2 separate regions of the Ovis aries genome follow, and region 1 is linked to region 2. Evidence: chromatin contacts called from public Hi-C data. All regions are on one chromosome and are shown on one strand. The core of a region is the stretch at or near the end of the contact, and the rest is flanking DNA. Distances in the headings are between cores, read along the strand shown. Region 1 overlaps CPEB4 (cytoplasmic polyadenylation element binding protein 4). Region 2 holds the start of CPEB4 (cytoplasmic polyadenylation element binding protein 4).

Evidence for each region. A called contact is a pair of places that touch in the nucleus more often than the background predicts.
Region 1: a contact with region 2 is called in a Hi-C map of mixed tissues, with 2.3 times the contacts expected there. The contact joins the enhancer-like site here to the promoter of CPEB4 in region 2. A contact is called at or near these places in 4 of 16 Hi-C or Micro-C datasets (hypothalamus, liver, mixed tissues and 1 more).

What each region holds. Positions count from the first base shown.
Region 1 is chr16:5,833,184-5,838,298 of ARS-UI_Ramb_v3.0, forward strand. It overlaps CPEB4 (cytoplasmic polyadenylation element binding protein 4), which reads left to right. Exons shown (of 10, transcript XM_060400575.1): 8 at 473-587; 9 at 1,705-1,886; 10 at 4,471-5,115. The coding sequence ends at 4,698. Among named protein-coding and RNA genes, the nearest start is that of C16H5orf47, 31 kb to the right of the region's middle. Within about 2 kb of position 3,723, at least 6 of the 54 cell types and tissues checked have an H3K27ac peak or open chromatin away from gene starts, as enhancers often do.
Region 2 is chr16:5,767,971-5,773,023 of ARS-UI_Ramb_v3.0, forward strand. CPEB4 (cytoplasmic polyadenylation element binding protein 4) reads left to right here and starts at 1,854. Exons shown (of 10, transcript XM_060400575.1): 1 at 1,854-4,411. The coding sequence starts at 3,287.

The DNA.
Region 1 (5,115 bases), core at 2,473-4,972, 67 kb after region 2:
TGAAATGCTTTACAATGCAATAGATTTGTTAATATCAGGAGTAGTTTGCATTTCCTGGACATAGGTTTGAACACACAATCCTAGTTTCTTAGCACTGTATACTAATCAACATCAAATACCATGCTAAATTTAAATTATATGGCTGCTGAGGGGTTGGGTAGGATAGAAGCCCAAATAAACTGTAAAATAGTTAATTAACTTACAGATAATTAAGGTCGTGTTACTGTTAAGCAGTTTGGTTTATAATAGGCAATTAAATTGAACTTTCCAGGCTTGGTTAGATTACTTTTAAAAATGAAATGAAGTGTTGGGATATGCTTTTAAATCTTTTTTGGTTTTCTGGTTTTATTGATTTTTAACTATATAAATTACAGCTTTGTAAAGTAAAATATTCTCTAATAATTATAAACTTAATTTCCACATAAATTGCCTGTGTTGAGACTGAGACACTTTGGTTTGCACACTCCCCTAGGTACAGATTCGACCTTGGAATCTCAGTGACAGTGACTTCGTGATGGATGGTTCACAGCCTCTTGACCCACGAAAAACTATATTTGTTGGTGGTGTTCCCCGACCATTGCGAGCTGGTATGATGCAACAGAGAAACAAAAGCTCTGTTTATCCTTTAGCATAAGAAATAGCTTATAAAGATATTTTTAGGATAAGTTTTCCATAAACATTTGAGTTAATGTCTTAATAGTGAGAGTCCTGGACTCCAAGTGTCTTAGCTTGAATTCATGTGCTCTGTTCCAGTTAATAGCTGAGTAACTTTGGACAAATTGATTTCTCTAATTCTCAGTTTCCTCATCTGTCAAATGGAATTATAAGTATGACCTTTATGTAGAGTTGTTCTGAGGATTAAATGAGGTAGCAGATGCTTGGTGCTTAGTGCAGGGTCCCGTCATGCTCATGCTCATCACTCTAATTATCATCCAAGAGAGAAAGCGCTTCCGGGACGGGTTAGGTATCGAGATGTTCACGGTTTGTTCCCATGACCCCATGTGCTCAACAGCTACTTACTGAGCACTGAAATTCACAACAAGGTCCTCAGCAGTGCATCGTGTTTTTAGAGCAGTACTCACAGAAGAAATTTCATCCTTAACTTCAAATAATATGAGTTTTAATATTATAGGTGAGATGAAGAACATAAACAAGAATGCCATTTTAAAATTGTAACATTTTGTGGAGAATACGATTCATTTATTCTTTCAAATTTAAATTTGGCGAATAGCTAGACTATAGGGAAAGGTAAAAGGGTTTTAATGGAAATCTTCTCAAAGGGCTCCCAGAGAGTCTACCAGTTAGCTTCCTGGTGCTAAATGATAATTAAGCATTACATTGTCAACTGGTGAATTCATGGTGGCATCGCGATATGGAGCAGATAGACCAGGGTACCAAGTCCAGCACAACCGCTTTACTTTCCGTGACCTTGCGTAGGTTGATCATTCTCTCTGTGCCTCAGTTTCCCCAGGAAATCACTACTTACATCATAGGGTTGTTTAGATTATACGTGAAACACTCAGCAGTCCCTGTCCTTAGTCACAGTAGATTAAAATCAACACAACGGACAACTGATTATAATAACTAGTTTCATTTTAATAATTACTATAATGATGGACAGATAAGCTTCTTTCGATGAAACCTTTGGTGAGCCAGATGATGTTTCCTGGTCTCGAATGTCCTCTCTACTCCTTCCATATGTAGTGGAGCTCGCCATGATAATGGACCGGCTGTACGGAGGCGTGTGCTATGCTGGGATTGATACCGACCCTGAGCTGAAATACCCCAAAGGAGCTGGGCGAGTCGCATTCTCTAATCAACAGAGTTACATAGCTGCTATCAGTGCCCGCTTCGTGCAGCTGCAGCATGGAGAGATAGATAAACGGGTAAGTCCTGGACTGCATTCTGGGGAGTTCTCCGAATGGCCCTCCGTGTCATTACCAAGCTCAGAATGGGTGAATTTTATATGACAGTGAAGTGACAGCTGATTTATGCCCATTGGATCCACTAGATGCAAGTTCTAGAGCATATCTTAAGAATTTCCTGTGGATTTTTTCTGTCTCTTAGTGTTCTGAGTAGCCTAACAAAATACTCAAGTCACTTTGCTTGAGTCCACTTAATCTTTCCTAAGCTATCACCTCCATCCATTCATTTACTCAGTTAGTCATTCAATAAATATTTACCAAATCCTTTGTACTTCATTATATTAAGTATATAGACTTGAATGCCTTTGAGATCTCCTCACCTTTTTTTTTTTTAACCTGGGATATCAAGAATACCTCAGCAAGTCCTATTTTCCTATGCACTGTGTAACAAATGATTGAATAATTCACTTCAAGGACTGTGTCTAAGAAATAATATTTCATTATAACAGATTAAGTAGAAGAACTCAGAATCCTTCCATTTGTAATCTCTTTTACCACCTGAAATTTGGTGGTAGTTCATTAGAATTATTTTCACACTTTAAATTCCTCTTTGTTGTGTTTATCCTCTGCATCAGAAGGCTGGAGAAAACCTCAGAGATAACTCTTCTGTTTCTTAATGTATTGTATTTGAGACTCTGTGTTCACTTATATGTCTTCTTTGCATTCACAAATTTCTTAGCTTTGTGTTTCAGACATTCAACAAATACTTTAGTGCCTAGGGCAAGAAGTCTCTGTACTCATGGGTTTATGTTCTGGTGGATGGAGTGTGGCCTGTGAATCGACTGCTAGTTGGTAAATGGTTTGCTATGAGTTTGTGTTGAGATAGGAATTCACCCTAGAATCCACTGCACTAGGAAGCACAGTGTTTAGTTCAGTTGAGATTTTTTCACAGAAAGACCTTCTTGATGAAGAAAGCAGTGCATTGATTTTCATTCTAGTGTCAGCTCCTTATTTCATGCCAGACTGGTACTTTGGTTAGGGCTGACTGAGATACCAGCACTCCAAAGCCCTATCCTCAAAAGTCTTTCCTGATTGACTGTATTGTGACTTTCTCAATTTAGTACGTAAAAACTGTCAGTCACTAGTGGTTTACATGGGAGAAGGAAATGGCAGCCCACTCTAGTATTCTTGCCTGGAGAATCCTTTGGACAGAGGCGCCTGGAGGGCATGCTGTCGATAGGGTCGCACAGAGTCGGACACGACTGCAGCGACTTAGCAGCAGCAGGAGCAGCAGCAGCAGTGGTTTACATTTACTGCTTATGTTCCATTTCATGTATATTCCACACAAGTGGTAGCTGAGAATTTCTCGTCCTAGTGGTCATCGTACTGTGAATATGTTAAAGAGAAAGGTATAGATCTGTTAATAAACATGGAGGAAGGGGGCAGGATTAGTTGCTGTATGTATTACCACACCTCCTGGATTTTTATTTGCACGAAAAAATATGTACATTTGAGTAAACAGTCTCTCCCACCTCATTGCTTCATTCCATCATCGGTTTGGGAGTTGTAAGGTTAGCCATTAGAAATTCAGACTTAATTTGTATCCCGCTAGGATCTCCAGTCCTCTGGCCAGTCTTCTTGCCACACTGTAGGTGTTATGGAATGGCCTCGGGGCCAGAAGCCTAATCTGCTTGTTACATCTGCTCTGCTGGCCTTCTGTGTCACTCCTCTTTTTGTTCATGGTCTGCCTTCCTCAGGATCCCTTGTCAGAAGTGGATGGCAGCAGTGGTAGTGATAGCCTGGTGTAAGGGAGTTTCAATTGTGAGTCTCTCCAAGTCTAAAAATAACCAACTCTTTTTCTCACTGGAGAATCAAGAGCCAGGTTATTTTTAATGCTTGAGAGGCTCAAATGACAGATCGGCCTATTGAACACTGGAACAGACCCAGTTTTATAAATTTACCTCTGACTTTTAGACTGAGGTAAACCGTTCTTCCTGACAAAGAACAAAGCAAGGTTTTAGATTATGAGTACTATGGCTGTGTCTTGTTTTCCTGGAGTTTGAGGTTTGTGATTATAACCCAAGATGTGTACACTGTAAATAGAAACCATGACCTTCTTACAGCTCAGAGGTTTACGGTATAGAAGTCAGGCAGCTTCCCTCTGATTTGTACATTGAAGTGCTGTTTTGTGGCTCTGGGAATCTCTTAGTTGGTCTTGTGCAAATTATAATTCCACGTATGACAAGAATCCAGATCCACTAATTAAAGTGATGGTTTGTGCCTATGAAGACTCTCCCGTGGGTTTAACCTTGTAATGTTCTTAAACATTAAGCTGGCTTCACTTTTAAATTTATGCTGGAACCTTGTCTTTCATTTGAAAACTCTTTAATTAATAAGACAAAAATGTAAAATAATGGGCATAAAAACCTTACTAGTTCCTTAAAAGATGATAATTTAATTTCAGTAAAGGAGTTATTGACTCTTCCTTTTGGACACCTTGGCACAGATTCATTCATTCAGTGGATGGAAATGTACACACATGTCTGAGTTGCTAGGTCCATTCACTGAGAAGTGTTCAACACCTTTCTTTTATTTTTGATTGCAGGTGGAAGTTAAGCCATATGTCTTGGATGATCAGCTGTGTGATGAATGTCAGGGGGCCCGTTGTGGGGGAAAATTTGCTCCATTTTTCTGTGCTAATGTTACCTGTCTGCAGTATTACTGTGAATATTGCTGGGCTGCTATTCATTCTCGTGCTGGCAGGGAATTCCACAAGCCCCTGGTGAAGGAAGGTGGTGACCGTCCTCGACATATTTCATTCCGCTGGAACTAAAGGATAACTACAGTGCTCATTTTCAGGCCTCAGAATAAGTGCACTCTTCTGTTAATTCTGCCCCCTTCCTCAACCTCTTCACGCTGGCATGTCCTTTTGTGCAGTCTGTAACTTAACAGTAGTCTAACAGAGAGAATGACCTATAATATAGGTGTTTTGTAGATTCCTGTGTCACTGAAAACAAGATGTATGAACTCCTTTTTTGTATTGCCATCATGTTGCATGGAAGTTTCATTCTCTTGTTTTGCTGGAGACTAAGAGGATCCAAACTTCCTGCAGCATTTTCTTAGAGGAGAGAGAGAAATATTAAAAGAAAAATGAAACAATAGAGTATTTTGGGTTTTTAATTAAATTATTGTTGATAATATAACAGATAAGAATACTTTTATTAAAATAACCACATAACAATAACACTAT
Region 2 (5,053 bases), core at 604-3,103:
CCAGAAGTAACTAAATGAGGAGAATCTACAAGATGCTACACAAAGGAGAGTCAGGGAAACCATTCTGGAGGAAAGGACACCTAATTGAACCACCTCAGTCTCAAGGTATGGCCAGTTATGGGGAATAAACAGTAGAATAAGACCCAATCCCTAACACTCAAGGAACTCAAAGCAGAGTTACAAAGACTCATGTTCAGGACATAAGACAATAAATAAATAAATAAAATCACTGATTCAGATCCCAAACAGGTGTTCTACATGGAATATGGGAGGACTGATAAACTGAGGCAGCAGAAGTTGGGACCACTGAGGAAAGACTAGTGGAAGTCATTTCCTTTCATGAGATCTTTCTTAAAAGTCTGTGATCTCTCCTTTTTACTCCCTACTTTTTGCCATAGTCACTTGTGGATCTACTCTGATTTCTTCATTTTTCATTTTCTACTAAATGAAGATACTCACTATTCAACATCTTTAGAACCTTTGCTGAGAGCAAGGCGTTAATTTAGGTCCTGATGGTGGTCATGTACAAAGACAAGGAACCCTTGAATAGCAAATGAATAACCTAAATGATGACAGTTTGAGAGACGTTAGCCCCAAACCAAATGGCAGACCTGAAAAAAGGATTCAGGAAGAATATCACTGTAGTTGGTTTGTTCACTCTTTTTTTTCAGCATCCATTCGCTAATGATTCCTATCTATCAATACAAGGTCCTCTCCTCAAAAAGCCCACAGGTGACCACAGGTCCAGGAGACATAAGCAACCATTACAATAGAGGGTGACAAGCATGAGAAATATACTGGGCCATGGACATCCATTTAAGAGGGATTTCAGAAGACAGAGTTGGTAGCTTTTGATCCGATTCCTAAAACTAAATTAGAGTTTACCAGGTGGAGGAGAGAGGAAATGGAAGGTAAAAAGGAACTGAGATTACATTTGGAGGAGCTTGTTGTGGGGCGTTTGGAGGAGATGAGATGTTAAGATATACTGCCCCTAGAGTGCAAAACACTTGAATATGAGGATAAAAAGTTTGGTCTTTTTCAAGGAGGTAGTGGGCAGTCGTAGAGAGAGCAGAACAGGTGAGGATCCTGGTTAAGATTCTTCATTTTGGAAATGTGCCCCTAATAAGCGGGTAAGGTACATTAGAGCGGGTGGGGATAAGGAGGGCTTGGCCACGGACGCCGCAGCTGTATCTTTGTGCCTGAAACACTGCACCGGACGGGAGCCTAAACCAAGCAGGAGGAGTGGGGGTTGGGGGATGGAAGGTGAAGGGAGAGTCCCGCGTAAGATCCACTTTCAGGACAAGCACATACGCAATTCTAGACACCTTACAGCAGCTGGTAAAACCCGCCTCCTCTTCCAGATCCCTCCGGGGCGGAGCTCGAGCCAAAGCACGAGATGCCTGGGGAACCACGTTTACTCTGGGCAGTCCTCCCGATCATCCGCGGTTTCATGGGTAGCCAATCCAATCTCCTACTCCTGGACTCTTTTCCACAGTGCTAGGAAAATCCGTTTTCTTCCGCGCGCCCCTGTACGCTCCTCCTGCAGAGCGTGGTTAAGCGAAATAAACAGCGCAGTAGTCCTTTGCCCACACTAAAGATGGCGACTCGCTGGGTTCCCTCTGGGTAGTAGAGCGAGTTCCAGGCTCCAGGCCTCACTGGGCGAGGCACAGACGGAAGGGGCGTCTCTCGACGTAACTTTTCGACCTTCCTGGGAGGGCACCTGGGTTGTGGGCGTGGCCTTATCTGAATTCTAGCAGCTTATTGGCCTTTAGGCAGGTGGGCGGGGTGTCTGGCCTAACCCACCCCTCCCTTCTCGAACCGGAAGTGTCTCTCGGTCTTTCCAGCTGGTTGTCATTTCACTCGGCTAGGTCCTGAGGAGAAGGACTCAGCCGCGGCTGCTGGACCCGGGCACCGGGAGGCGGCGGCGGCGGCGGCAGCGGCAGCAGCAGCGGCGGCGGAGGCGACAGCAGAAGAGGAAGAGGAGGAAGAAGGAGAGAAGAAGAGCCAGGCGGAGTTCGCAACTACGACGGCGGGGACTGCGGGACCGGGGTAAAGCGGCGGCGACGACGACGGCCCAGCAACCGTGAGGAGAAACAAAAGCCTTCTAAATTATAGTTAAAAAAAAAATCTGGGGGCAAAAAGAGAGAGAGCAAAGGGGGGAGGACCTTCTTTTTTAGAACAACTAAGCTAGTGGGGTTTTCTTTTTTCCCTCTCCCTCCCCCCCCGCACCCCCCAAGCCCCATCCCCCCACCCCCCCCTCCCCCGCGGAGAATCGAACTGAGAGAACTGAACAAACCGCTCCTGGGTCCCATGAGGGAAAAAAACCCCGGAGCCGCAGAGAGGGGAAGAGGCCGAAACCGCAGGACCTTCCAGGTCGCCCCCTTGGTCCCCGCACCCCCGGGCCGCCAGCTCGTCCTCGTCGAGTCTCCCTAATCCATCCTGATCGCGACACCCCCACGAGGGAGAAACGGGTGTGTTTCCAAACCATTTCATGGGGGAGAGAAGGCCAGGGGGAGCCCAGGAACAGCGACCGCAGCAAGATCTGCACCCAGAGCTTCAGGAACAGCCCCAGAGGCCAAAACTGCACCCCGTGAAAGAGCAGAAACAGGATCAGGAAGAGCAGAAACCTCCCTGCAATCATCTTTCCATTAGTCAATGCTGATTTCCTCTCCCGCAACCAGGAATTTGCCCCCCACCCCAGATAACCTAATATAATCTATCTATATATAAATATATAATATATAATGTTCTTAAATTATTCCTGATTTTTTTAACCAAGCTGCCAAGAAAAGAACCTATTCTCCTCTTAGCCCTATTCTAATTTTTATGTGAGTGAATCTAAACTGCTGAAGAAGACCATATGTGATTGTTAAATTATATATATATATATTTTTACTCCTCGCAATGCTTATTCTTCTACATCCATAGATGCTTGAGAAGCTGTGTTTTTGTCATTCATGTACGTTTTCCTTTGGAAAAAGAAAGCGCCTATTTTACTAACCAAAGACTTGATTTTTGCCCTCTTCGTTTTTATTCCCTCCTAGAAATAAGCCTAGTTGGATTCATGTCAGTGTTTTAAGATTGCTTTTTTTTTTTTTTTAAGTTTTTTTTTTTCTTTCAGAGACCAGAATTCCAAATCTGAACTATTTAGGGTGATAAGCTGCATCTTTGAGCTAGCTAAAAATAAGACGTTTCAAACAAGCAACTTACATTTGGAGTAGAGGATACAAAGGCTTGAGATACCAGGTTGTTTTTTATCTTAAGATTCTGAGCCTAAAAATAATAAATGGGGGATTACGGGTTTGGAGTGCTAGTGCAAAGCAATACTGGGAATAAATCTGCTTTTCCAGTCAGATTCCATCCACATCTGCAGCCTCCACACCATCACCAAAATGCCACCCCCAGCCCTGCTGCTTTTATAAATAATAACACAGCTGCCAATGGCAGCAGTGCCGGGTCAGCTTGGCTCTTTCCTGCTCCGGCTACCCATAACATTCAGGATGAGATCTTGGGATCAGAAAAAGCAAAAAGTCAGCAACAGGAACCGCAAGATCCTTTGGAAAAGCAGCAGCTCTCCCCCAGTCCAGGTCAGGAAGCTGGAATATTGCCTGAAACTGAGAAGACTAAATCTGAAGAAAATCAAGGGGACAATTCTTCAGAAAATGGCAATGGGAAGGAGAAAATAAGAATTGAATCACCAGTGTTGACAGGGTTTGATTATCAAGAAGCCACGGGGCTAGGTACTTCTACCCAACCCTTGACATCAAGCGCATCGTCTCTCACTGGTTTCAGTAACTGGTCAGCAGCGATAGCGCCTTCCTCCTCTACAATCATCAATGAAGATGCAAGTTTCTTTCACCAGGGAGGGGTCCCGGCTGCTTCGGCTAATAACGGTGCTCTGTTGTTTCAAAATTTCCCCCATCATGTCAGCCCTGGCTTCGGAGGCAGCTTCTCTCCTCAGATTGGGCCTCTCTCACAGCACCACCCTCATCACCCTCATTTCCAACATCATCACAGCCAGCATCAGCAGCAAAGGAGGTCTCCTGCCAGTCCCCATCCCCCACCTTTCACACATAGAAATGCTGCTTTTAACCAGCTGCCTCATTTGGCGAATAATCTTAACAAGCCCCCTTCTCCGTGGAGCAGCTACCAGAGTCCCTCTCCTACACCGTCTTCTTCCTGGAGCCCAGGAGGTGGTGGATATGGTGGCTGGGGAGGTTCCCAAGGCCGAGATCACCGTAGGGGGCTGAATGGAGGAATAACGCCCCTGAACTCCATCTCGCCTTTGAAGAAAAATTTTGCAAGCAATCATATTCAGCTCCAGAAGTATGCTCGCCCCAGCTCTGCCTTTGCTCCTAAATCCTGGATGGAAGATAGCTTGAACAGGGCTGACAACATTTTTCCTTTTCCGGTAAGATTATGTTCCATTAATAGATTAAGGTGAAATAAGGAAACGGCATGGTGTAATATCTATGTAACTAAGAGAGTTTGAATTGTCTGTATTCACATCAGAGCTCTTGGAAAAAGAGTTCATTGTTAAGACATTATTTTGGCAGGAGAGCAGTGTAATTCGGAATAAAATATTCAGCTGTTCTTTTTTTGTAATTTTCTAATTGTTATCTTTCCATAGATAACCATATAAATTAGCATAATTGTGAATACCAGGTAGCTAGTGATGTCATGATTATTAACTGCAGTACCTTTCTAGCCTGACAAGAAAATCGTGGTAGGTTTTTCCCTACTTACTTAGGTGAGAATAAATAATGTAGATATAAATATATTTCATTATGGAAACTGATTAGCATTTTCTGCCCATACGTATAACTATATACCCTCCCAAATTTGTTTTTCACCACTGTAAGGTAATGATTCGCTGAAAACCAACTACTGAAATATAGTTTTCTCCCTGATCATATTTTAAACCTGAAACCTCTCTGAACCATGCAGTCTGAAGAGTTTGCAGTTATCAATTTGGAAATTCCTAGTAAACCTTTTTGCAAATTCTGGCTTGCCTTGTGTCAATAAGGACTGCTAGAGAAATGATGTAGATATT